2 separate regions of the Oryctolagus cuniculus genome follow, and region 2 is linked to region 1. The links are chromatin contacts, called in public Micro-C maps. All regions are on one chromosome and are shown on one strand. Each heading gives the region's core, a stretch centred on a gene start, on an enhancer-like site or on the middle of the called end of the contact. The rest is flanking DNA. Distances are from core to core; before and after follow the strand shown.

Region 1 (2,753 bases), core at 126-2,625:
CCGAGCAAGGCTGAGCGTGGCCACCTCTTCCCTCTGAGTTGGGGCTTCTCTCGCCCTCTCTCCGGAATGCCTACTCGGGGGCAGCCCTGGGGCTCCGCGAAGCCCAGCCCTGCAACCTCTGCCCCGTGACCTCGCGAGTCCAGCACGCCACTCAAGCTCAAGTCACCCCATTCTAGGAGCTTGTGTTCTCTTGGAAACCTCTCCCAGCCCGCGAACCAGACCCCGGGCTGCACGAACGCCCACTTGCTCGGGCTGCAGTGCCCCCCGGCCCAGCCCCGTCCACAGCACTCAGCGCGGAGCGGCTCTGCTCCTCACCTAGCTTCGACAGGGACTCCTCCAGCTTCTGGATCTGGTTCTCCAAGAAGAGCATCGCCACCGCGAAGGCCACCACCGCCAGCAGCTGCAACTTGGGCGGCATCATAATCCTGAGGAGCCCCATGAAACCCGCTGCTCGGGATCAAGACATACCGCGGAGGGCGGGGAGCGGGGCCCCAGAGGCGAGGGAAACGCCGGGAGGAGCCCACCGAGCCGGCAGCCAGGCAAGGAGAGCGCGACAGCCAGAGCACCACCGCAGCGACCCCCCTTCTCGCCTCTCCGGTCCCCCCGCCCCCAGGCGCCAGCACTAGCGCCGCCGGTGCCCGCTTCTCGTCAGCCGACTCAACGGCCGCCCCCTCCAAAAGCCCGCGCAGCAAACCCTGCGCGAAGCGGCTGCCGGGCTCTCGCCTCCCTCCACAGCCTCAATCCCCGACCTCCGCGCCCGCCTGCCTGCCCGCCTCCCTCTCTTCCTTCCTTCCCTCCCTCCCTCCTTCGCTCGCGGCCGCGCGCTCCTACACCAGCGCTGCGGCTGCGGCTGCGCCGCCCTCGGCCCCGCCCCCGCCAAGTCCCCGCCCATCCCCCCTCCGCCACCACGCGCACGCATCCACGTACGCTGCTCGGCAACCAGAGGCCCCACCCCGTCCTCCTGCGCGGTTGTGCTTATTGGTCCGAAGAGTCCCTGCTCTTGGCCCTCGGTTCGATTTACGGTTGGCTTCCTCCGCCACAGGGCTCAATCAAGGCCGCATTCGATTGGGTAAACTTGGGGACGGAGGCAGGGCTTAAACTGGAGAAGGCGGGGCCTCCTGGCTGCCTGACGAAATGTCGTGAATGAAAGGATCCCGGGGAAGCACAGAAGTGGGGAGTTTAGAAAAGTGCCTGATTTGGGTAATCCAAAGCACCCGGCGACTGTCTTGATATTTGATCACCTTTAAGTTTTCATATACCCCGAGTTAACACGCGTCCCTTCAGAACAAGAGTTTCGGTGGCAACGGCCTTTAGCGGGCTGTCACGGATCAGGCTGTAGTGTGGACGCCCCAGCTGAGGGGTCCTCTGGGCAGCCCGAGACAGAGCCGAGAGGGTAACGATGGCGACTGGGGCTGGTGGAGGGCTGGGCCCGGCGTTTGGGCTACGGTTGCTGTTGGCCACCGTGCTTCAAGCGGTGAGTGTGGATCTCCTCCGTGGCTGCTCCGGGGCGGGTAGGAAGGATTGCAGAGAAGGAGGAGGAACATTCGAGCCTGTTTGGGATCCACGCTGGAAAAGGACGGAAGATGGGGTTTCCTCAGTGACTGCTGCTGCCGGAATGCGACGTGGCTTAATTCCTTGGTTGATGCTTGCTTGTCCTTCCTCGCTTTGATTTTGCTAGCGGCGTCTTCTGACTTCAGACCGTCTTGGGGGCTTCTCTTAACTCTAGCTGAAACAATCTGAATCACACTGCGGGGAGGGGAAGCAGTAAGGCTTAGGAAGAAGTGAAGACTTTTCAAGCAACAAAAACGCTAGGGAGTATCCTTATGATGGAGCTCCCCTGAGAGGAAAGCCCTCAAGTGTTCGCTCCTGGCTAACGATTTCTGTTGTTTTTTTTTTTTTTTAAACTCTCTCGAGCAGTAATCCCGTTTAAAATCTGGCAGTTTTATTTCGTTTTTTCCTATTACCAAAATAGATGAGTTCTTAATCTTGGAAAGGAGAAGTCCTGATTTTGATTTATTTTCATGCACGAAACAAGTAAATCTTGGTTAACTCCTCATAGTTTGCAATGTATGTTGCTATATGAAGGATAAAATTTTACTGGCGAGAGCTTTTACGTTTGTTAGCTCGTCTTAATTCGTCAAGTGTTCTCCATTAAGCCTGCTGAAAAGTTTTCTCCTGGGAGATCTGGTTTAACTGATGTATCCCAGATGTGGGTGGAGTTAAGGACTGTACATAGGCCTCTATAAACATCTCTGCTTTTCTTTCATCAAGGAATGTGAAACTATCCTGCCTTTTTACTTTTGTTACCCGGCCCCAACTTCTGTAATTAACATTCCAGTCCAGTACTCCATTTTTTAGACTTTTTGATGCTTTAGAAATTACTGGAACACCCCTGCCTGAACTCCTGTTAGGTCATTTGAGTTCATCACTACCACCATGGGAGACAAAAGGAGTAACATTTCAGGTTGCCCTCTCCTAATTTTACTATCTCATAACTTTCACTTGTTTGTGGCTATGTAACCTCCCAAAACTTAGTGACTTAAGTCAGTGGTCATTCTGTCAAGTCCTCTGTTGATTTCATCTGGGCTCCCTTATGCACTGTGCCCTGGAAAGTCCAAAGATACCCCATTCATAGTTCGAGCTGTCAGCTGGGGAGACTTGGATCTCATCCATGTGACCTCTCATCCTACAGTAGGCTAGAACAGCTTCTCTTCGTGGCAGTGCTCCGAAAAGCAAAAGCTGATGGTCAGCAC
Region 2 (2,753 bases), core at 178-2,677, 520 kb after region 1:
TCTCTTCCTCTGTTTAACCATGCCTTTCAAATAAATAAATAAATCTTCAAAAAAATTAGCATGACAAACACCTACAACACCTAAATCATTTACTATCTGGCCTTTTACAGAAAAATATGCTTGCCCTTGCCTTAAATGATGTGGTAATTTTGATAGATTGTTTCATATGTGGTCAAAAGTGTTCAATGACATTTGGAAATATTGATCAGGATTTTTGGTGGACTAAAATGAAGTAATTTTTCCCATTTAAATAATAATAAGGGACCTTTCTGTTCACAAATTCACTATTCAACCAGATTTTAGGAATACATTAGGTTTAGATGAAGTGAGGGGCCATATTCACTTTGCCGGGACAACTTAGCTGAAATAACTAATTTGAGACACTTATGTAATCATTTTTAGGAAGTTTAACTTTAGCTCTCATGGATAGTTCCTCTTGAATGTCTTATAAAAGTGATTACAACTAATACCAGAGCAATTTAACTAAACACGCTAAAAGGAGCCTCACATCTGTTTCTTATTTCTGATTATGGGACGTTAGCCAGGTTAGCTAGACTCGTTAGGTTGGAGTTGGAAAGGCGCCTGGAATTGTTCTTGTTCCTTGCCCTAATGTCACCCTCCCGGGTCCCCTTCTTGGCCCCTTCACAACCCTTCAGCTCTCAATCCCCAGTGCTTTCCAGAAGCAGTCAGTGTGTTTATCCTAAGAGCTTTTTGCTGGACAATCACTGTGTTGGGGGAATAACAAGCATTGCTGGAACCTTCCAGGGGAGAGAGCCCACGGTGAAACCCACGAGGTAAAAGCATGAATGATCAAACTGCGTGGTTTGCAGTTGCTTCAGTTGTGAACTTAATACCCGAGTATGTTGGCGTACATCTCATAACATGAACATTAAGCAGAGGCACGGAATAAGCTTTCAATGTTTCAAAGTAAAATCTCGCTGTGCTTGCTCAGGAGTTTATAAACCATCCCAGCTGGCCGGGGCGCAAATACAAAGAATTTGAGACCTGGAAGACACCCTGGGGAACACTGTCTGGCTTTCTCCAGAGGAAAATACCCGAAGCCAGCGAAGGACGCCAGCCAAACAGTAATACCACAGGTTTACAACCAAGTTGCCTCCTGCTGCCGCTGCCTTCGCTTTTTCAAATTTTCCCTTTAAAAAAGCAATCGCAGGGATCTTCCTGCCGAGAGTCCAAAAATTCGGAATTGGCCTTAATTCCCCTTCTGGCCGGTTTCGGTTAACATCTTCGTTAACGACACCCAAGTGCAGCCCTTTTCGTTTAAAACAACAGCACCGCAAAAACCGAGTTTACCGGACGAGCGACGGAAACCCCGCCACTCGCGGGCCCCACCCCTCCCAACGGCCCGCATTGCAGGGGCGGTGCTTGCGCGTCCCCCCTCCAACCAATGGGCTGCGCCTGCTGCGCAGACGGAAGGGGCGGGGCGGCCGTTGCCACAGAAGCCACTCGCCGGTTACCAGCTCGGCTTTTGTCTCGCCGCACCTCTGAGGGCGCCCTCCCACCGTCAGCACTCCCAGAAAACCTCCGATCTGCCTCCTCGCATTCCCTGGCTTGCCATCCCCGTCTTCCACCCACGGCGTTGCCCCCGCATCCCGCTCCCTGCCAACAGCCGCAGAGCAGAGGTACGAGAGACGTGCTCCCGCCACCACCGTAGCAGGGCGTCAGCTTCGGCCGCGTCTGGGTGCCCTTTATAGCGCAGCCGCAGCGGGCTGACGTCACGGCGACGTGCGGACGCCGCGGCGGAGCCCTGGGCGTGACTTTAGAGGAGGCGGATTTGGTGTGGGAAAGATGGCGCGGAGCTGGTTGCGTAGGGCCGCCTTTGGCGGTCGCGAGGCAGAGGTTGGTGGTGGATGGAGGGAAAGGCTCTCCCGCCGCCGCAGAGCGGTACCTCAACCCGCTTCTGCGCTACCCTGCACTTCCCCGGGACCGAGAGCTGGGAAAAGGCCGCGAGGCTGATTACTAGGAAGGATGTGGACCCTGGGGCATCAAGGCAGGCCCACCGCTCGCTGCCTGGGTATGGCGGCGCAGCTTTCGGAGCCCTCGCCTTACTGTACCCGCGTACACGAGAAGCCCTGGGCCTTTCCTGCCCATGTTCCCTGGAGGTTCCAGCCCGGGTTAGAGACCCTTTATTGCTCGCGGTTTGCATGGCGTTCTGGAAAGTTCTGGTGCCCGCCTGTATTCAGCCCCAGCTCTGCCACTGATCTCGCCTTGTGGTCTTGGGCAGGTCACTTAACCTTGCTGACTTCAGTTTCCATATTTGTGAAATGGGGACAATGATAATCACCCTGGGGTGGTTGTAATGCGAGATGTAAATGCTGTACTACATGGGTGGCATTGAATATAAGCAGTTAGCGAGTGGTGTTAGTAAGAACCATAACCACCAGTCTGTTACTGGTCTTTGAAAGTGTGTTTCAGAACTTAACCTTTTTGATACAGGATAAGGTTTCAGGTGTCTTTGAATGAGGTTCATGGAGTAGTTTTGAGCACCACAATTGGTGTGTATTGATAGTGTAGTTTTTGTATCCCATGCACCCAGAAACATGAGAAAATGGTTTGTTAACAGTAATGATTGTGCTTGGTTTAGAGTGAACAAGACTCCCAGGGTTGAATATAGCAAGAAAGTTGAAATAACATCTACCCACTGATCAGGATTCTATTGAAAGTTAGTAATTCTTTTTCCCTGTGCTGTGATAGTAGGTCTTTGTCAACTTAAGACTTCATTGAAGGTGATTTGT

The links. Hi-C and Micro-C count contacts between places; a contact is called where the count stands out from the background.
Region 2: a Micro-C map of ear pinna shows a contact between it and region 1, with 12 times the contacts expected there. The contact joins the promoter of ODF2L here to the promoter of SELENOF in region 1. A contact is called at or near these places in 2 of 6 Hi-C or Micro-C datasets (ear pinna and an unstated tissue).

The regions. Positions count from the first base shown.
Region 1 is chr7:84,225,371-84,228,123 of mOryCun1.1, forward strand. SELENOF (selenoprotein F) reads left to right here and starts at 1,376. Exons shown (of 5, transcript NM_001256960.1): 1 at 1,376-1,474. The coding sequence starts at 1,400. It overlaps HS2ST1 (heparan sulfate 2-O-sulfotransferase 1), which reads right to left and starts at 860. Exons shown (of 7, transcript XM_002715521.5): 1 at 316-860. The coding sequence starts at 439.
Region 2 is chr7:84,743,976-84,746,728 of mOryCun1.1, forward strand. It overlaps ODF2L (outer dense fiber of sperm tails 2 like), which reads left to right and starts at 1,428. Exons shown (of 18, transcript XR_007923562.2): 1 at 1,428-1,640.